Regions from separate parts of the Mus musculus genome. Here all the other regions are linked to region 1. Evidence: chromatin contacts called from public HiChIP or PLAC-seq, Micro-C and promoter capture Hi-C data. All regions are on one chromosome and are shown on one strand. Each heading gives the region's core, a stretch centred on a gene start, on an enhancer-like site or on the middle of the called end of the contact. The rest is flanking DNA. Distances are from core to core; before and after follow the strand shown. Region 1 holds the start of Rev1 (REV1, DNA directed polymerase). Region 2 holds the start of Pdcl3 (phosducin-like 3). Region 3 holds the start of Chst10 (carbohydrate sulfotransferase 10). Region 4 holds the start of Coa5 (cytochrome C oxidase assembly factor 5). Region 5 has its middle 47 kb from the start of Lonrf2. Region 6 has its middle 69 kb from the start of Lonrf2. Region 7 has its middle 27 kb from the start of Gm34596.

Region 1 (2,652 bases), core at 103-2,602:
GTTTTGGTGTTTTTCTCATTGGAAATAACTGCTGTGTAGAGACAGTTTTTCAAAACTCCTCACAAGCCTCATTTCCCGCCCAGCGGTATTTCCGAACACAAGCTGGTGGTGTTGCAGCTCGTTCTGAAACTCCTGCAGTTACACTGTATCTAGCTCTTCAATTGTGGGTCCAGAGAAACAGAGCTGGGAGGGAATACTGAAGTTGAATTCATAAAGGAGAGCGAGCAAGTGGAGCAAAGGGGGAGAGGTTAAAATCGAGACAGATATATATATTTCCCATGTACATATACATACACAGAAAGAGAGAGAGAGATTTCGATTATCTCCTGTCTCTCTGGGAAAGGAACCTCAGGTTTGCAAAGTCAGTTTTAAAAAGAGTACTACTGTTTTCTAAGTGCCTGCAAACTCCTTTCAAAAGTCTTAAGGTGGGGAAGGAACAAAAGTGTTCAGTCTAGGGCGAGGAGTTGGTTGGCTTAATGTTTGAGCATTCCAACAATAAAGACTATCACAATAACCATGCAGTCTCCCATTGAACAGACACTACAGAGGCGGGGGAAATGGGCCTTAAGAGACTGTTTTTTTTCTTTTTTGCTAGGTGTATTTAACATCCACGAATAAATTGTGTAGCTGCTGGTTTTTTGTTTTTGTTTGTTTGTTTTTAACCATCACAAGGGAAAGCAATTTTCTTCAGGTCTGTGTGTTGCAAGTGGGAAAGGCAGGTAGAGCACAGGACCGGCAGTGGTAAGATTGTGAGGGACGTCGTGTCTGGACACAGCCTAGCTGGCTGCCAGCAAGTGACCTGGCATTCCCGCAGACCCGTGTGGGCCGCGGTTCTCCGCTCGCCGACCGAGCATGTGCTAGCCTGTGAGCGTCCTGGCCGCCGCTAGGTGGCGCCGCACATCAATCGGAGCGCGGTGCGGCGACGCGTTTCGCGCCTCGGCCGACCCTGCGCGGTCGTCTACCCGGTTAGTCCCGGCACCCGCGCCCTCCGCGGCGGCTGGGGAGCCCGGGCGGGGCGGGGCGGGGCGGGGCACGGCGGGGCGCGGCTGCGCGTCGCTGCAGCACCATTAGCTAGCCGGCCCCGGCGGGAGGCAGCGTGGTGATGCGGCGGGTCCCGCGCCACCTCCGCCCAGCCAGCCGCACGGTCACGTGCAGCCGAGGCGCTGCTCTCCACCCCCCCTCCCCGCGGGCGCCGGCGCGAGAGGAGGGCGGGGCCGGGGTCGCCTCGGGCCGGGCGCGAGCAGCGCGCGTGCGCCGCGCCCGGTGAGTGCGTGCGGGGCCGGGCCAGCGGGCCGCGGTGTGGATGGGAGGGGGAGCCGGGCGCGCGCCAGAGGAGCGGCGGGGGAGGGGCGGAGCTGCCGCGGAGGCGCGAGGCGGGCGCAGCGACTGAGGGAGCGTGGGCCGCGGTGCGGTGCGGTGCGGCTGGGCGGCCGCCTGACCGGTTGCCTTCCCCGGCGTTCCCCTCAGCCGCGGGGAGGACACTGAACGACGGCGGCGCCCGCGAGGCCCGAGGAAGCGGCTGGGCCCGGGCATGGTGGCCTGGGGCGGCGCGGAAGGTGAGCGACCCCCGGGCCGGCGGGTGGGGGAGGGGTACCGAGCCTCCGCCGTCCCCGCCTCCGCCGCACGAGCGGCCCGAGGCGCCGAGGCCGGGGGCTCGCGGTGCTGCCGCGAGGCCTCCTGCCTGCCGCGCCGCGTCGCCCCTGCGCCTCCGGCCGCCGGGTTATGTAACGCGTGACCTCCCGTTCCCGCTCCACACCCGGCGCTCCGTCGCGCGCCGATCGGGGCGCCCGCGGCCCTGCCTCCGAGTCCCGCCGCTGGCGTCGCAAGTCACCGGTTCCTCCTGCGCCGGCGCCTGGCCGGCCATTCATTCCCTCGCGCGTTCGAGTGTCCGCTCCGCCAGCGTTTGCAGAACGTGGCAGGGGGCACCCGGGGCCCGCGCCGCGGGTCTTCGCTCGTCCCCGGTGCATCGGCTTCTCCCCTCTGCCTTGCTCTTAGGCATCCCGGAGGCAGTGTTTCTCTCACTCCTTTTCCCTTGTCACTTATCTGTCCCCTTCATGTGCAGGACACCTGTCCCCAAGTGTTTGTACAGGTGCTCAGTTCACACTTGGGTGTGCTGTTATAATAACAGTCGGGGTGCACCGAGGGGGCACTTGTTTGTTTGGAGACTCTTCCTGTCCCGGGTTTGCAAAGCCCGGACTTTCCTGTAGTATCGTTCCTTGATTGTTTAAAAAAACACTACAGGTGATACATGCCTAGGATTTCACCGTGTGTTTTTTGGTGTTTCTTGGGTATAAAGTAGAAATGGTATGTAGATAAAAACAAGAGACCTCATAAAAAGGATTTGTAACTATTAAGGGCTATGTAACAGCTCTTAAATTATTTGCTTGGTCTCTGGCTTCTCTAGTACCTGTTCTTCCTTTACGTAGAGTAATAATACCACAATCTTGTTCCTATGGAGTGCGCATTAGCTCAGCTTAGCAAGACTCCATAAGTTTGCTTTCCCATATTGACCGGGCTTTGCCCAGGCAAATGCTGCTAGAATACCCTTCCGGCCCTTCCAGTGCTACCTGTGATGGACACTTGGAAGCTTACCTGGAGCTCTCCATCCAGGACTTCAGTCTGCACGAGTGCACTCGTTCATTGCTTAGACTA
Region 2 (2,652 bases), core at 112-2,611, 860 kb before region 1:
TCTTAACCAGAAACCTGCGCATTTCAGCTTCAGAAAAAACAAACAAACAAACAAAACCCCAAAACACCAGGAGACGACTGGCTAACCCTACATAAACCATGAAAGGTGTCTGCTTGAAGCTGGGCCTCTCTAAACAACAGGTCAGAGCTACGCAACGATACAGCAAACACTGTCTTAACCAGAAACCTGCGCATTTCAGCTTCAGAAAAAACAAACAAACAAACAAAACCCCAAAACACCAGGAGACGACTGGCTAACCCTACATAAACCATGAAAGGTGTCTGCTTGAAGCTGGGCCTCTCTAAACAACAGGTCAGAGCTACGCACTAATTAAAGAAGGTTTATCTGAGTCCTGAGAACTCTTCCCCAACGAGAGGAACCTGGAGACCAAAGGAAGTTACATTCCAGGCAGAGGGACCTGAAAATGCAAAAACGCTGTGACATGCTGACTGACCATCTGTCTGTCCTGAGAGCCTGCAGTAGACTTGGGGAAGAGGAAGACTGTGGCTAGACCCACAGACTTCCCTAAGCTTTAGAGTCTAAAGGATAAATCTGAGAATAGCAGACGCCTGGCCTGCTCCAGAGTCACTCCTGACGGCTAATGTTTAGTAAGCACAAAATACTAGGTATATCCCTTTACTTGAGCCTGTTCTTGCCTCCCAGGTGTAGGTGTGGCCGGCTTGCTGAATGTGTAGATGACCACCCCCTCCAGTCCCCAAGGTCTGTCTCTTAAGCCGGAGCCCACAACTACACGGTCCATCTACCCTCCATCCAGACTCTTCAGAATCCTTAAACACAGCCACATAGAAGGTTGGCGACAAAGTGGCTGACGCATACTTTTGCTCTTCTAAGGCTATTCCGATGCGGTTCTCTAACACACTTTCTTTGGGCTTTTGTCTAATTCCAGCTCAAAAAAGGAAAAAAAATTGCTAAGGAGTTCCACCTTTCTTCATATTAGAAATTAACAATAGTCGTGAGGCCTAGAGTTCAGATCTGGAAACCAGAAAGCACTCCCAACGGACCATCTAGAGTCAGCTCTAGATGGCAGGAGGGTCGGGGCCTTCATCAGGCCTGGAGGAGAACGAGCCCAAAGTCCGGTGCCTACCAAAGGACAGAGATTTGCGGGGCAGGACGCACCGGAGCAGGAGTGCCCAGCCCAGGAGGCCGGAGGGACCGCACCCGCCCTCTCGCAGTGCGCCTGCGCCGGGCCTCCCCGCAGTCCGCCGAGTTCTGTAACTAATCCATGTAGACCCGGCTCCGGGTCTGGCGCGAGCCCACCAAGCCAAACGACCGCAGACTTGGGGTCCCGAGCTCGCCACACTCACCTGCATCTTGCCTTCAGTCACTCAAACCAGCCCTCTGCCCCAGCCCCTCCGCTCCTCTCCGCGCACGCGCGGCACCGCCCCCTCCGGTCTTCTCCCCGCCCCCAGGCACGAAAAGGGCGGAGCCAAGGAGGAAGTGAAGACTGGAGTCTGCGCCTGGTCCTCAGGAACCCGGGCGAAGGCTGAGAGCGTTGGAATGACAGGCCGTGCCTCCGGTGGGTGGGACTATAGGGTGACGTCATTCGGGCCATGTCCAGGCGCTACCTTGTTAGGGAAAGTGGCTGGTTGTTTGGGGCTGACCCGAGGTAAGCATAGGTTCTGCGACTTCCCGGGCCGCCAATCGGAGCCTGTCGGAAGCAGAATTGCCTGACAGTGACCCGATGCTAGGATTAAAAGTGACCCGGGTCACCTGGAGGTCACACACCTTCTCTGTTGAATGGGATGAATTGCTTATTGGGTTTGTTTACTGAGCTCACTGGGTTTGTTTAGAGCATAGTCTAACCTCTGCGGTTACAGCATCAGATTTGAGAAACCGGTGGAGTGGGGAACGCCTGGGCTCCACGCCCCTTCACCCTCACAAAAGGAAAAGGCCACAGTGAGAATCATTTTCTCTGGTTAATACCAGACTCGTGTGACCCTGAGCAAAAGCACAGGCTCCAGGGCGATCCACAGCATTCGGAGCTGGAACTGAGAGCACGGGAGTTAAAAGGCCTTCCACAGCCCTGGACTACCTTGCTGCCTCTGCTCAAGCACACACCGTGGGTACACTTTGGAATTACCAAGGAGCTTTCAAAACTGCAGGTGTCTAGGTGTGGTAGTTCACATCTATAATTCCAATACTCAGGAGACCCAGCCAGGGCTAGAGAGTGAACCTCTGTCTATAAAAACAAACAAAAACTACAGTTACACTAAGGTGTTATTTCCAGACAACTTAAATCCCTGCAGCTGAGGACTCGGAACTGATAATTTCTGGGGAATAATCACTAATATAGAAAAAAAATTACACTATTCCCTGAAAAAAACAAGGAGCATGGATTTAATTTAACCCAACACATTCCAACCAGATTACAGACAGACCTTTTAAAGTGTTAATTAATTTGCCTAGTGTTGTGAATGAATTTTCCCAGTTTTCACTTCCAAAATCAGTTTGTGAGATAGTTTAACTTGAGGGACTTTGATCACAGGCTTCTCTCCACCGCACAGCAGTAAAGCAGGTGTGGTTTGCCCTTTCCTTGCTCCAGGTGGATCCACTGAAAGATGTATCCTGGTGTATTGGAAATAATGTTCCCAGTTGCTTTTTACAGCAGGTGTGCTTCAGAACAATCCCCTG
Region 3 (2,652 bases), core at 79-2,578, 770 kb before region 1:
ACTGAGGAGTCAGGAGGTGAGGTGGGCAAGGGCTGGCCAGCCATTGTCAGGACAAAAGTCAGTCATAATCTTCATAAATTGGGCCTTTTAAAAGTCACAGCTTCTGAGTGAAACGTACAGAAACTGGACTTCTGAATCACACAGAAGCTGTCTTCTCGGAGCCTGGCCCAGTACTCCTGGGCAGGAGAACAGCCTTGGAGATAATGGGGTCTACTCCCCATTCACTGTCTGTGTTGTGTTCCTGGGGAGGCTTCCTGTCTGCAGATGACTCCTTCTGACTGAGATAAGTTCACTGAGAAACCAACCCTGCCAGTTTGTAAAAGTTTTTCTCCAGACATTTCTTAACCAGTTCTCTCTCTCTCTCTCTCTCTCTCTCTCTCTCTCTCTCTCTGTGTGTGTGTGTGTGTGTGTGTGTGTGTGTGTGGAGAGAGAGAGAGAGAGAGAGAGAGAGAGAGAGAGAGAGAGACATTCTCTGTGTAGACCTGGTGGAAGTTGCTCTGTAGACCAGGCTGGACTAGAACTCAAGAATTTGCCTACCTCTGCCTCCCTATACTGGGATTAAAGTGAGCCACCATGCCCAGGTAACCAATCAGGGTTGTTAAGAAACTATGAATGGGGCTGGAGAGATGGCACAGCAGTTAAGAGGTGGTACCACCTTTGCAGAGGACCTGAGTTCAGTTCCTAGCACCCACACTGAGTAACTCACAATTCCCTCTTAAGTCTTGCTGGAAGGGATCCCACACTTTTCCTGACTCTGTGGGCCCTATATTCAAGTATACACACCCACACAGAGATGCAAACATAAAAATAATAAAAGTAATTTTAAAAAATCTATGGATAGAGGAAGGTGTGGTACCTAGCATTTACCATGCCCTGCATCCCTGAGGCTGAGAAAGGAGGATTGCCTCACGCTGGAGTCCAACCTGAGCTTCGGAGTGAGTTACAGGTAAGCCTGCACTCCATTGAGGCATGGTCTTTTAAAAAAGAAAAAACAAAATAAAACAGAATAGAAACAAATGCAAATAACTAAGGAAGAATAAAGATTTGTACTATACCAAAGCTCAAGCGATCTGACCTTTCCTCAGGTCAAAAAAAATTTTTTTTTTTAAAGAATGATTGTTGATCTACTTATGTGTTTCATTGTCGTTGACATTGTTGCGTTTTCCTAAGTTTTGGATTTCCTTTGCCTTCTCCAAGGTGTTTTCTGCGCGGTGCGGCTGGGTTGCTGCATCTGTACAATTTCTCCACAGGCCAATGGGGACCAGGAGGCCTGGGATGGTGGGTGCGCGGTGCGTCCTCCTGGCTTCCTGCAACGTGGACGCGCGCGCGCGTGCACAGCGGTGGCGGCGACGACGCGCAGGACCAGGCCCACACTCCCGGGCGGCAGTGGGCGGCGGTCTTGCACCCCGAAGCTCGCACGCGCCCGGCTTCCTCCTTCCGGCGTGGCTGCACCCCTGCACCCTGCAGGAGGGTAGGCGGGTAGCGGTGCGGAGGTCTGGGCAGAGCCCGCCTCCGGGGCTCCGGGGACGCCCACAGGCCCCGCGAGGCCCGAGCAGAGCGCCAGCGGCTGGGAGGAGCGCGAGCGCCGATGTACGAGGGTGAGCTGGGAACTCGGGGGTGGCGGGTCTCAATGAAGTGCTGTCCCCCACCCCTTTGCCGGGTAGACAGAAGGGTGGTGGACTCGGTTTTCCTCAGCGAGCTACCTCGGTGTGTGCTGTGGCGACTTAAAGACGTCCCTGGATGGAGAGATTCCTGGGAAGAGCCTTCATCACTTAATTATGCAACGAGGCGGCGTCCTTGTGCTGGATGCAGTGATGAATGGAATCGATGATACTTGAACCATCCATCGTCTACCTTTGCCACCCTGGGATGGAGACTTGCGTTTGTAAATGTGGGGTGGGGTGGAAAGAGGAGAATGTTTTCCCACTTGGGTCCCAGGAGCGTGCTGGGAAGGAGGACTGGAGGGAGGAACCTGTGCAGCCTTTGCGAAGGAGCGCACGGTTGAGCGCGGCTCCCGGGGCGCTAGGGGAAGGAGTTCTGCCTGCGAGCAGGTCCTGCTTGCTGGCCCATACCTTCACCAAGAGGTCTGTCAGAAGTTGGAGGTCTAGGCATCAATTACTGCACTTTCTGGCTGGAAAGATGAAACAGGTTTTCCAAAAGCTGGTGCTTTTTCGTTCTCCAAGTCTATTCAAGGCAGGAAAGGGCAGGGCAGTGAATACAAAGTAGCTCAGCCAGGCAGGTTCTGGTTAGCCACAAGGAGTTGGGTTTTTGCGCTGGTCTATTGGAACTGCCAGAGCAGGATATGTCTTGAGACATTCTTAAAGTGAGACAGCTCAGCTTCGTTCCCGCTTGCTGATCACTAGCCACGACTTCATCTTTTCTAAGTGACTGGGTTAAAAAGAAAAGACACAAAGAGAGAAATGACTTTCTACCTTCAGTGGTCCCCAGGATAATTAGGACATAGTTTATCTTAAAGCAGAATTGGAGTTTCAAGATGAAAAGAAAAATCTTCACATGTTTGCTCTTGACCCTCAAGAACAGAAGAAATTCCCAAGAAAGCCGCCCCCTCCCGGAAAGGAAAATAGAGTTTTGTTTGTTTGTTTGTTTGTTTTGTTTTTGCAAAGTTGAACAAAGAGCATCAGAAAACACTTG
Region 4 (2,652 bases), core at 101-2,600, 700 kb after region 1:
CTGCCATGCAGCAAACTCAAAGTCCATCTGCCGAAATCGAAAGAGCCTTCTGAGGTACTTGTAGCGTTTTGCTCCAGCCGTGTGCCTTGCTGCATCCCTGGAATTTAATACTCCATTCCCGTGCATCGAAGAACTCAAGGAAGTACTTGGTAGCATCTTCCTAGATGGAATGAGAACATTTCTCTTAGATGTAATCTTAAATGTAATTATTTGGCTACTAGAACTCCTCGTCAGCGCTATGACGTTTTCTCTTGCCACCTTCAGAAAGGATTAGGGGCCAGAAGCTATAGAGTTGGTTCTGGGGCTTGTCTAGGGGCTGGCCAAGGGTAATGCCATCAAGGCAGTACCACAAACTCCTGTATCACCTGAAACAAGCACTTAACTTCAGTCGATGGTTTCCCAACCTTCACCTCAATCAAGCCTTTGACAGCTGCAGTAGCTCACTACTGATAATGGAGGCCAAGGAAAAAGCAGCACAAGGGGGTGTGCAATGACGTCCTCATTAACACGGGACAATGACCGAACACTGGTTCAAAATTCCGTGTTTGTAATGACCAAGATTTAAAACAAACAAAAAGTTTAATCTAAAAGCAAGGTTACTGAAAAAGTAAGACACACAGTTTATTTGTACAAGTCCATCGGCGATGGCCAGCAAGTCCCTGGTTATTCAGAATGTGACAATAAAAATTACACTCCTTGATGGTTTTACTCCTAGGATGGCTGGGTAGGAGGAATAACAGCGCGAAGGGGCCAGTCCAACTAGTCCGAAGCTAAATGACTGCTGGTCACCGCCCAGCCTACCTGCCCTCCGCGGCGCGGCGCGGCGCCCCGCCCCGCCAGCAGGTCTCCATTACCCCAAGCCTCTGTCAACTAAAAATACAAACGGCCCAGTGACATTTGACTTAAGAACAAGCAACGACAAGGTTTCAGGGTGTGTGTCTCCTTGCAAAATTTCAGACCTGCTTAGAATAGAAAAACGGCTCTAATCCTGCGATTCCCACGTAAGCGGCTGTCTTTGGTTTTACCCAGCAGCTCCACGGCGGGCCTAGGACTCGAGCTGCCGGGCGCCGGCCGGTCCCTCGCCCAGCCGCTGAGACGCCAGGTCGCGAGCTAACCGTGGAAACGGCCGACGGCACGAACGCCACCCTGCGCACACAGAGCAGGCCGCACCTGAAGGCCCTCGAGGCCTCGTCCTGGGCCCGGGACTACCGCCACCTTCCCAGGGCAGCCGAGCCCAGCCGCCGCTGGGGCCACTTCCCTTCCCGCTACGTAGCCCGCACTTGCGGCGCTCTGTATTTACGTTACGGACACGCACTTCCGCCACGCGTGCGCATACCCTGAAGAGTCGCACTCCTGGCGGAAGTTGTTGAGACTTTCTCCCACCCTCGCCGGTAGCTTGCCAGTGGGCGTGTCCCACGCCCTTCCGGGCCGTGCGGGGTGACCGAGGGCCGTGATCCAGTGTGGTGAGGGCGGTGGGTCCCCGCCATGCCCCGGTATTATGAGGACAAGCCGGAGGGCGGCGCGTGTGCGGGCGTGAAGGAGGATCTGGGTGCATGTCTGCTGCAGTCTGCCTGTGTGCTCCAGGTAGCGGATCTGGGTGGCAGAGCTCAGTCAAGACTGGCTCCATGATGGCCTGCGAGGGGAGGTCACGTCGAGGGTAGAGGTCGCGCGTCCGCTCCTGACTTTGGACAGGTCTCTTGAGCTCGCATCCCCAGTTCTTACTGGTGTTAAGTGGGAGATAACTTACTACCCACCTAAGGATTTTGTAAACCTTCAGCCAGCTCTGTTCAGGAAGCGATCCCTGAGTGCTGGCACGCGCCACCAGAGACTCCCACTCTAAGGGCAGCTGCCAAGGCCTGTGCCTGCGCCGCATGGCTACTTGATCTGTGGTGGAGAGTTTTGGTTCCTTGGCTTCTAGAATATGGAAGTATCTCATGGTGTGCCATAGTTTCTCTCTGCCGATCTTTAACCTATCTTAAACCTATAGCATTGCATTCTGGGAGGAATTCAACATAAGCCTTTATACTATGTGCTGCCTTGGGAAACAGGCGAGGAATGAGAAGGGCTCAGAGAAACGTAGGGTATGAACTCAGATGATCACAACGTACCTTCCAGTGGGGGATAGTGAGGAGAAAGGGGAGTGGGGAGAAGGTTCAGAACTTTCTCAAAAATAGACTTCTTAAGATTTTATGACTCTTGGAAAACCAGAAAAGTTGAAACTTCCAGAGGGAACTCAGTATGGTTTTCCCATTACTGACCTTGACCTCAGAAGAGCAAGGCCTCTTGCCCGCTGACTCATCTCTCCAGCCCCTCCACCTTATTACTTGAGATAGCATGTCAGTGGACCTAATTGGCTAGCCTAACCAGATCTGCTTGGCTCCACTCCCATTCTGGGATAAACGACTTCTGCCACCATGCCCAGCTCTTTATGTGGGTGCTGAACTGGGAGCTCTCATGCACAGCAAGCATTTTCTTTACTTAGCCACTTTGCCAGCCCCTCCCTATTAACATTTATATACAGAGTTTAGTACTAACACTAAAAGGTCTTTATTTTAACACATCCAATTCATGGTTCTCATCCATAGGAAGGCTTATACAAACATTGACGATATGTCCTAAAAATCTTAGGCTCTGGGGGCTGGAAAATAGATG
Region 5 (2,652 bases), core at 76-2,575, 660 kb before region 1:
TCCCTTTCACCCTATAAAGATCAGTAACTCATTCTAATAGAAATAGATTCCCTTGCCTGTTCTGACCACAGAGCCCTTCAGAAGTGCCACCAGGGTGCTCCTAGCATGCTTGTCTAGCTAGCATTGGCTATCTGTGTCACTGTCAAAGGCCTGGAGATCTTCCTTACAGAATAAAGGTGTGAGAACCAGCTGGAACCAGGGGACAACATCTCATGAACCATCCTGGCTCACAGTCAATGAGGTCTGTTAAGGGCACAGGGCCAACTCAGAGATGCAAGGACAGAATGCCACTCTCCGCCGAGATGCAGGAGGCTCTTAGAGTCGATCAGCTTTATACAGTACTCTGCTCCCATTCAGGAGAACCGAGGAGCGGTGCCTCAAACTCCCAGGAATTTCTTGGAACATTTCTGCTTCCTGTCACCCTGGGTGCATGCTTTCAAGATGAAAGTGCCTGGCTCTCAAGGGAGACTTCTGTCAGAAAACATGGCAAGAGACCAGTTGAACCACACATTGCCATTTCAATATGGGCACTTAAGGAAGACCAGGAACAGTTGTCCTCCTGATGGGAAAGGTGGTTGTCTAGCCAGGAAGGGGAAGGGGGTGCCAGCAGCCCTTACACAGCACAATGAGGAAGAGAAGACTTGCAGAACAGAAGTGACTCCTGAGATAGCGCTTGTTCAGTGTGGATGGTTGTAGCTAAGTGTAGCTGAAGGATGAGGGGCTCACACCTCTCAGGAAAGCCATTGGGGATATCTGAGGCATAGCTGAGGACGAGGCTAGACCAGACCCTATAGATGCAAACTGTGAGACACAAATGATAGCCCTGGGTCTCTACAACAACACAGCCAAAGATGTTGGCATTCAACTTCCTTTCTACTATTTTCTTTTTCTAAGGCCCCAGAAAACAGATACAGGAATTCCTGTGTGACTGAGAAGCTGTTCTGCTGCTGAGTCATGTACCCTCTCCCCATCCTCCTCAAGTTTCCCCTGAGAAGATAAGTCAACAGGGATCTTGCAAGAGAAACCAGAGGGGCTTAGGGTGGACTGTAGCTAGCACACATAATGCACCTTCCTGGCTCTTATGATTAAGCCCTGCTTGATGGCTGCTGCCCATGCTGCCTGTATACAAGCCCCTGCTCTCTGCTCCTTTTAGCAGAGCTGGCTGAGCCACAGAGAGCTGCCTTGCCTGTGGTCATTCTGCATTCTGAACAGCTCACATCTGAGCCTAATCAATATGGGTCTATCAAGGCTGGGCTCTGCCTGCCACGGGCCATCACCGAGGGATCATTCTGGTGACTGAGCTTATTGATGGCCTGGCATTGTGACTTGACTGCTCCCTTGACCCACACCGCCTCCCCTTCCCTTCCATCAGTGTCAGTTCCAGGGGCTCGCTTTAATAACCATTCTGCGCACCAGAGTCCATCTGGTGCGCTCCAGCTGTAACATCTTTCCCAGCTGCGGAATGTGCAGGCTGCAGCCTGTGGTGAAAACAAAAGCTAGTATCTATCTGAGCAATGCCTACTGGCCGCATCAGAAATGGAGGGGAAGCAAAGCAGTAAACAGTGCTCCCGGATTGTCTCTGCTGTTCCTGTCTCTCGATTCCTGCCTTTGAGCTCCTGCCTAGGGTTTCCTTGAGTATGGACTTGTAAGCTAAAATAAACCCTTTCCTCTTCAAGTTAGTTTTGGTCAGTATTTAAATACAGCAACAGAAAAGCAAACCGATATATCCTCCCTCTACTGTTTGTCAACATCTGGAGTCCACATGGGTTCCCAGTCTTTACATATGCTCATCGATGCTGGAGATTCATGCAGGGTCCTCAAGAGAAAAAAGCCAGTCAGCCTTTCTAGACTGTCTGAGGGGTGTCTAGGGGGAACTGACCAGTCTGTTTTGACTGCTGTTTACCAGGTAGGATTTGGGATTGGATGTTGTCTGGTGTAGTCAAAAGCAAAGGAGGCTCAGCATCCAGGTGTCCCTGGTACAAGGTGAATTTTGAAAAGTGAAAGCAGTTACAGGTATGGCTGACAAGAGCCAGTGGCCACTCAGAAGAGTTCATTGTGGCATTTCTTGCCTGCCCCATGATCTTTAAAGGTAGCATTTCCCTTTTGCATGTGGCCCCCTTTGAATTAATCCTCACAGCCAAATCAACAGAAAGTCTGAGTGTTTGTTTGTTTTTGGAGTTTGTTTGTTTGGTTGGTTTGTATGTTATTTTCTTTTTGGTCAAAGAGAAAGATGGGAGACAGGTGACGAGAAAGGAGGGGAAAAGGAAGAAGTGAGCATCTTTTCAATTAAGTTCTAGTGGGAAGACAGATGAGTAGAGAGGTGTAGCTTGTGCCACCTACTGGAAATTCTGAGGCACTGCAAGGGCAGAAACCAGGGTACTAGCTACAGGTAAGATTTGGATCAAGTAAGATTTGGATGACAAGTTTGAGCTAAGATTCCACAACAAAAGGCTTCACAGTGCTCGCCCAGACCTTCCCAAGACAATTCCCTTCCTTGGAAGACATGGGCAGACTTGCACTTCTGATGGAAGAGGTTAGTTTGAAAGATCTGGTCATAACGACAACTCCATTTTCCCAGTGGGCTACATTGTTAACGTGCCATTATTTCTGCTTAGTCTCCAATTAACAGTATGTCAGAGTCTAGCTGTGAGT
Region 6 (2,652 bases), core at 52-2,551, 640 kb before region 1:
ATGTGGACAGAACACCAGGAATACATTGTAACTTGCAACATTTTAGAACAGTTAGCAAACAGCTGGATGCCCTGTTCTCAGTGAGTTAGGCCAGAGCGTCAGCAAAGCAGGTTTTGTTATGGAGGTCAGCAGAAAAATAATCGGGTTGAGTACAGCAGTATATTCAAAAGTGCATCTCCATCCAATGCTGTGGGTTGGTTTCACTTCAGAAGCAGAATGAGGAGGAAAAAAAACCTTCTTTAGGAACTTTCCAGAGCTTCAGATATGGAGGGCACCGAAGCAATGCTGCTTTTCCCTCCGCGGCAAAAGACAGGCACATGCTCTGCGCACTCTCACATCACCAACACAAAATTTGCATTAAAAAAAAAATCCTGGGGTTTGTTGTTGGTATTTGGCTTCTAAATGGAAGGGAAAAGGCTGGAAAATGGGTAAGAGTTTTCCCAGAAAAACTCAAGCGAGTCACAAGAAAGCAAAAAGGGGGCATGTAGAGGGGATGCATACGGGCGTGTGTGAGGAGGAGGGTCCGTGACACCCTTAACTAGGTCTAAAGAACAAGTTCTTTCACTTGAAGACAAGGCGAGGTAAGGAGAGAGAAGATGCAGAGAAAGTGATCCTGACCCTTTTAAAAAAGAGGAGCCTCGCAGCGGAGGAAGCAAGTTCTTATTCCCCGCCAGTAGAGGGCACTGTCGAGCAGATTTTGGCTGCTGCTTGGCAAGGGGTCTTGCAGGGAGCGGGGCTGGGGCCAGGAGCGGTGATTGCTCAAGTGGATGGAAGGCGTGTTTCTTAGGGTGCCACTCAGAGTGTATGAATACCAGGGGCGGATTTGCATTTTTAAAAACGTTATGCTAATATATTAATATCTCATAGCAACAGAGAAAAGCTGTGGGCCTTCCATGGAGTCCCCGATTCTCTCCACAAACCCTTCTGACAGGTAGCGATTTATATAAAATGCTCGGAGGAGGCTGTAAGAGATTGTGATACATATTTCATAATATTTTCTAGCACAGCACTTGATCTCACGGGCAGATTCATGAAAATGCAGTATTTATTATACAATATCCATGTTTTATTAAACCTGGTTACATAGCAAGGGAGACATTTGTGGCAGAAGCCTCAAGGCTAAGCTGGGGCTTGGAGGGGGGGGGGCACAAACTCCCAAGAGCCCAAGAAAGAAGCCAGATGTTGAATGGTATCGTGGGCCCAGGGCTCTGTCTATAACCTCCCTCCCATAGCCCTGGGGAGGCCCTAGCTACCCTGATGAAAGGAACGGGCTCACCGCTCTCCCACTGGCCACAGAACTGAGCAGAGTATTAATAACACGTTCAAAGACAGAGGCCCTCTATCTTATCAGAAGTAGAAGGGAGTCTAGCTTGTTATCCAGTCTGCCGCCCCCAACTTATCTTTGGAGCCACATGGTAGAATGCATCCTTCAGTCTCCTCAGCACTGCAAGGCTCCCATCCAACCTGCCCTCCTGGAAACCTTAGAAATCTGAGGAGGGTTTGCTTCACACAGGGCGCTGTGGGCCAGGAATCAATCGGTCTGGCTCCCCTCTGATCTCCCAGGGCTGTGCGCATGCGCATGGGGCCCCAGCAGCTGGGGTAACTCTACTCCCACAACCGTTCCTTTCTTTTCCTGGACAAGATTTATACAGCACGGTTTAGTCTTACACAGACCGACATTCCCGAGGGGAGGGGGGCTGAACTCCCATGGACCACGGCCCTTCTGCTCCCTACAAGCCAGCTTGAAGATGGAGGTTTAGATAAAGCTGGGTTGATACTCAAGGAAATGGGATTTTGTATGAGACAAGGACTCACTTTAAATGACTTGATGGATTGTGTTGACCCTTGAGAGCCAGCGACCTTGCTGCCGCTGTCCATTCTTTCCTGATGAGTTGGGTGGACAGTGTCACAGTGTAAGAGGCCCTCTCCCAGAAGACAAGCGAAAGGTCTTGAAGACCTCTTGATAGAGGTGGGGTCATGAATGGTAGCTGTGGAAAGGATGCTGAGAGAGCAAAACAGCAAATATGCATCCTTCGGGGCTTTGTTTGTTTGTTTGTTTGTTGTTTTTATTTTGTTGGTGAGGGGATTGGCCAGAGGCGTTTCCCAGAAATCAGCCACACACACTGGAGAAGCAGCTGTGCCTTTTCAACTCCGGAGTGTGTGTGTGTGTGTGTGTGTGTGTGTGTGTGTGTGTGTGTGTATGTGTAGGGTGTGCTGAGCCCACAGTGTCTGCCTTTTACTTACCTGAGATGCCAGCTCCAGACAGTCTTGGCCTGGAGGCTGATCTGAATAGTAATCAGTCTCTCCTGTCTCCCTCGCTGTACAAGAACCCAGGACACTAATAGCATCCCCAGGGAGTGCTGCTACTGGGAAGTGTCTGCTGGGTCTGTGGTGTCTGCGGCTGGGGCTCTCAGCTCACCTCATTCATCCTCCTGTGCAGCAGCTAGGATGAAAAGGATTTTCAACTTAGTTGGCAGCTTCATTAAAAGAAAAAAGGAAAGGAAGGAAGGAAGAGAAAAAGGAAGGAAGGAAGGAAGGAAGGAAGGAAGGAAGGAAGGAAGGAAGAAAGAAAGAAAGAAAGAAAGAAAGAAAGAAAGAAAGAAAGAAAGAAAGGAAGAAAGAAAGGAAGGAAGGAAGAAAGAAAAAAGAAGC
Region 7 (2,652 bases), core at 56-2,555, 530 kb before region 1:
TCAGCACTTACTAAGCAAATTTATATATAAAAATAAAGTGAGGGTCATCTAATCTCAATGATTAGAGCACAGGCTGCTCTTTCAGAGGATGTGGGTTCAATTCCCACCATCTACCTGGAAGCCCCCAATCATCTGTAATTCTAGACACAGGGACTCTAACACCCTCTTCTAGCTTACAAACACACCAGGCACACATGTGGTGCACAGACATACATGCAAGCAAAACACCCATGCATGTAAAGAAATAATTTAAATACATATGTGGTAAAAGGTTAAATTAAATTTAAATCCCCATCTATTTAAGGAGGGAAGGGACTTCACAGGATTGCAATGAAAACTCCTGATGAATGTTAGAGACTTGCCTAGCTGTATTTGGAAAAGGAAGAAAAGCAGGGTGCAGTATTTGCCTTGTCAAAGACAAAACTCAAGTGGTCATGTAGTCCCAGGTGATAAACATATCTCTGGAAGAGAGAAACACATTGGTGCTCGCCCACGCACATGAAAGTTTAGTCCATGAGAAAGGACTCTTTTTGAGTCAGCCAGAGCAAGACAGGGGCAGGAGATCAAGCCTGGCGGATCCTCATGAGACTTGATTCTTTCGCCCACATGGCACAGATAATCTGCATCTCAGACGCCTTGTCTTGGCTCTCCAGAACGTCGTTTTCTTGGTTCGTTCCTCGGCTCCAGCACTTCCATATCTCTCAGTGATGGAGATCCTCTGACCACTCTACTCCATAGACCCTGCATTCACTCCCCAGCTGACCCCATCTCCATATGACCTGTAAAGCCCTGCAGCCTCCATCTCTCTCCTGACATGAATGCGCTGTCCTGCTGCACGTAGCCTCACCGTTGAGTGTGCTTTCTGCTTCATGATCTTAACATCATTTCCCTAACAACACCCCGGCTTCTCCTGCAGTTTCATGACATCTCCATAAAAGCTCCATTCTCATCCATCAGGCCAGCAACTCGGAGCTGTCCTCCTCTCCCGCTACTTTCCTTCTGTGTCCTCATGTGATCTGATTGGCCAGCACATCCCATCCACAGGTGCCTTGATCTGTGTCCACATTCAAATCGGTTTTCACTCTCCCTGCCTCTACTTCCTGTATTCAAGACCAGAAGTCAAAATCCAGCCTGTTCTTCAAACTCAGCTCCCACTTTACCCACTCCTCCTCTCCCACTCGGTTCTCAGCCCAGACCAAGAGGAATTCTTGTAAAACTAAGTCATAACATATGATTGCTCAGAACTCTCCAGTGGAAAACCTCGCTGCCTCAACGTCTGTTACTGTGTAAGCAACCAGCTAAAACCACAGCCCAAAACACCCTTTGAGGGCGGTCCCCAGGGCTCCGACTCCCTTTCACCGCAGGTTCCAGATCTGGAGGCAGCTGCTGCCAGAACAGTGAAAACAGAGGGTTCGGTTGTCCTTGTTTCTGAAATGTAGTGGTTTAACTTACACAGGTCATCAGCAACAGTGTTTTAGTTTGCTCAAAGCATCATAGATTAGGACTTTCATCAGCACAGGGACTGGAGAGATGGCTCAGCATTGTTTACCTTACAAAGGGATGGAGTTGGTTCCCCGAATCCTTGCAGAGTGGCTCATAAACCACCTGTGACTCCAGCTCCAGGAATCCAATACCTTCTTCTAGACTCTGCTCATGCTGCACATATGTTCAGACACACGTTCATGTGTGTGCACAGACGGAGATAATTCAAAGTAAAAAATAAATCTTAAAAAAAAAAAAAACTCTCAGTGGTTTGGAGCTGGCTGGAACCCCCTTCCTCCATGATGATGGCTCTCTCTATCATCTATCTACCTATTTATCTATCATCCATCATTTATTTATCTATCTATAATCTATCATCTAACTATCATCCATCATCTATCTATCTATCTATCTATCTATCTATCTATCTCATTTTTCCATCATCCATCTACCCATTTATCTACATATCTATAATCTATTATCTTCTTACCACCTATCATCTACTTATCTATCATCTATATGTCTATCATCTATCTATCTATCTATCTATCTATCTATCTATCTATCTATCATCTATCATCTATCATCTATCATCAATCATCTATCTAGCATCTATCTTCCAGAGCTCATGTTGTGGCTTGGGCTTCTCATTTCACCATCATCGAAGGTAGTTGCATTTTTTCTATTGGCTTCTTAGAAGCAGGAGGCACATGAAACAACTTGCTAACCCTTTCCTGGTCTTTTGTTGTTGTTGTTGTTGGTGGTGGTGGTGGTGGTGCTGGTGGTGGTGGTTGATGTGCACAGGAGACCTGTCCGGTATGGAGATATGGAGAGCGTCTACGTCCTCATGGGATCATGGCTTGATTGTAACATTATCAAAGCTTCCTTGGCACACTGCAGGGCTGTCTTCGGGAAACTGCGTATTGTGCTCTTCAGGTACAAAGCATAGAGCCCTTACATGACAAACGCTGGGGTTAACTTCTTCTAGTTCCCTCTGCCCCACTTGTGGCACTTCCCACTCATGACTTCTTCAGTGTGTATTCACTTAGTTTTGAGACAGGAGCTCATGTGGCTCACCTGGCCTTCAGCTTACTAGACAGCCTTGGAGCACCTTGTGATCAGTCTCCTGCCTCCACCTGCCTCCACCTCTCAAGTGCTGGGATTCCTGGC

What was found. Promoter capture Hi-C pulls out the DNA fragments that hold promoters and counts their contacts. Hi-C and Micro-C count contacts between places; a contact is called where the count stands out from the background. HiChIP or PLAC-seq counts read pairs in DNA pulled down with a chosen protein or histone mark. Capture Hi-C pulls out chosen DNA fragments and counts their contacts.
Region 2: a promoter capture Hi-C map of liver shows a contact between it and region 1, with 2.1 times the contacts expected there. The contact joins the promoter of Pdcl3 here to the promoter of Rev1 in region 1. A contact is called at or near these places in 6 of 39 promoter capture datasets (the 3T3-L1 cell line, 3T3-L1-derived adipocytes, the HPC-7 cell line and 2 more), 1 of 484 Hi-C or Micro-C datasets (embryonic stem cells), 3 of 115 datasets of contacts at active chromatin or transcription factors (astrocytes, epiblast stem cells and trophoblast stem cells) and 2 of 9 other capture datasets (adipose tissue and liver).
Region 3: an H3K4me3 HiChIP or PLAC-seq map of embryonic stem cells shows a contact between it and region 1, with 4 times the contacts expected there. The contact joins the promoter of Chst10 here to the promoter of Rev1 in region 1. A contact is called at or near these places in 7 of 39 promoter capture datasets (the 3T3-L1 cell line, cranial neural crest, embryonic stem cells and 2 more), 2 of 484 Hi-C or Micro-C datasets (both in embryonic stem cells) and 4 of 115 datasets of contacts at active chromatin or transcription factors (astrocytes, embryonic forebrain, embryonic stem cells and 1 more).
Region 4: a contact with region 1 is called in a promoter capture Hi-C map of liver, with 5 times the contacts expected there. The contact joins the promoter of Coa5 here to the promoter of Rev1 in region 1. A contact is called at or near these places in 4 of 39 promoter capture datasets (the C10 cell line, erythroid cells, liver and 1 more), 2 of 484 Hi-C or Micro-C datasets (CD4 T cells and embryonic stem cells) and 1 of 9 other capture datasets (liver).
Region 5: an H3K4me3 HiChIP or PLAC-seq map of neural tube shows a contact between it and region 1, with 5 times the contacts expected there. The contact joins the enhancer-like site here to the promoter of Rev1 in region 1. A contact is called at or near these places in 19 of 39 promoter capture datasets (the 3T3-L1 cell line, 3T3-L1-derived adipocytes, the C10 cell line and 13 more), 1 of 15 datasets of contacts at CTCF or cohesin (large pre-B cells), 3 of 484 Hi-C or Micro-C datasets (the HPC-7 cell line, cortical neurons and granulocyte-monocyte progenitors), 20 of 115 datasets of contacts at active chromatin or transcription factors (the 230-238 cell line, the NIH/3T3 cell line, the SCID.adh cell line and 14 more) and 1 of 9 other capture datasets (embryonic stem cells).
Region 6: a contact with region 1 is called in an H3K4me3 HiChIP or PLAC-seq map of embryonic limb bud, with 4 times the contacts expected there. The contact joins the enhancer-like site here to the promoter of Rev1 in region 1. A contact is called at or near these places in 11 of 39 promoter capture datasets (the C10 cell line, the HPC-7 cell line, cranial neural crest and 7 more), 1 of 15 datasets of contacts at CTCF or cohesin (large pre-B cells) and 14 of 115 datasets of contacts at active chromatin or transcription factors (SST interneurons, acute myeloid leukemia, embryonic basal ganglia and 9 more).
Region 7: a contact with region 1 is called in a Micro-C map of the G1E-ER4 cell line, with 4 times the contacts expected there. The contact joins the enhancer-like site here to the promoter of Rev1 in region 1. A contact is called at or near these places in 2 of 39 promoter capture datasets (both in the C10 cell line), 1 of 484 Hi-C or Micro-C datasets (the G1E-ER4 cell line) and 1 of 115 datasets of contacts at active chromatin or transcription factors (embryonic forebrain).

What each region holds. Positions count from the first base shown.
Region 1 is chr1:38,128,366-38,131,017 of GRCm38.p6, reverse strand. Rev1 (REV1, DNA directed polymerase) reads left to right here and starts at 1,352. Exons shown (of 23, transcript NM_019570.4): 1 at 1,352-1,556.
Region 2 is chr1:38,986,523-38,989,174 of GRCm38.p6, reverse strand. Pdcl3 (phosducin-like 3) reads right to left here and starts at 1,361. Exons shown (of 6, transcript NM_026850.4): 1 at 1,326-1,361. The coding sequence starts at 1,331.
Region 3 is chr1:38,896,836-38,899,487 of GRCm38.p6, reverse strand. Chst10 (carbohydrate sulfotransferase 10) reads left to right here and starts at 1,328. Exons shown (of 7, transcript NM_145142.2): 1 at 1,328-1,598. Gm51581 reads right to left here. Exons shown (of 3, transcript XM_030243909.1): 2 at 1,855-2,086; 3 at 538-1,771. The coding sequence ends at 1,138.
Region 4 is chr1:37,428,801-37,431,452 of GRCm38.p6, reverse strand. It overlaps Coa5 (cytochrome C oxidase assembly factor 5), which reads left to right and starts at 1,350. Exons shown (of 3, transcript NM_198006.4): 1 at 1,350-1,584. The coding sequence starts at 1,486. Unc50 (unc-50 homolog) reads right to left here and starts at 1,314. Exons shown (of 6, transcript NM_026123.4): 1 at 960-1,314; 2 at 1-160. The coding sequence starts at 156.
Region 5 is chr1:38,788,829-38,791,480 of GRCm38.p6, reverse strand. No RefSeq gene overlaps it. Among named protein-coding and RNA genes, the nearest start is that of Lonrf2, 47 kb to the left of the region's middle. Within about 2 kb of position 1,325, at least 17 of the 459 cell types and tissues checked have an H3K27ac peak or open chromatin away from gene starts, as enhancers often do. A contact at or near this core is called in neural tube, where this site is marked.
Region 6 is chr1:38,766,085-38,768,736 of GRCm38.p6, reverse strand. No RefSeq gene overlaps it. Among named protein-coding and RNA genes, the nearest start is that of Lonrf2, 69 kb to the left of the region's middle. Within about 2 kb of position 1,301, at least 71 of the 459 cell types and tissues checked have an H3K27ac peak or open chromatin away from gene starts, as enhancers often do. A contact at or near this core is called in embryonic limb bud, neural tube and second pharyngeal arch cranial neural crest, where this site is marked.
Region 7 is chr1:38,656,449-38,659,100 of GRCm38.p6, reverse strand. No RefSeq gene overlaps it. Among named protein-coding and RNA genes, the nearest start is that of Gm34596, 27 kb to the right of the region's middle. Within about 2 kb of position 1,305, at least 73 of the 459 cell types and tissues checked have an H3K27ac peak or open chromatin away from gene starts, as enhancers often do. A contact at or near this core is called in the G1E-ER4 cell line, where this site is marked.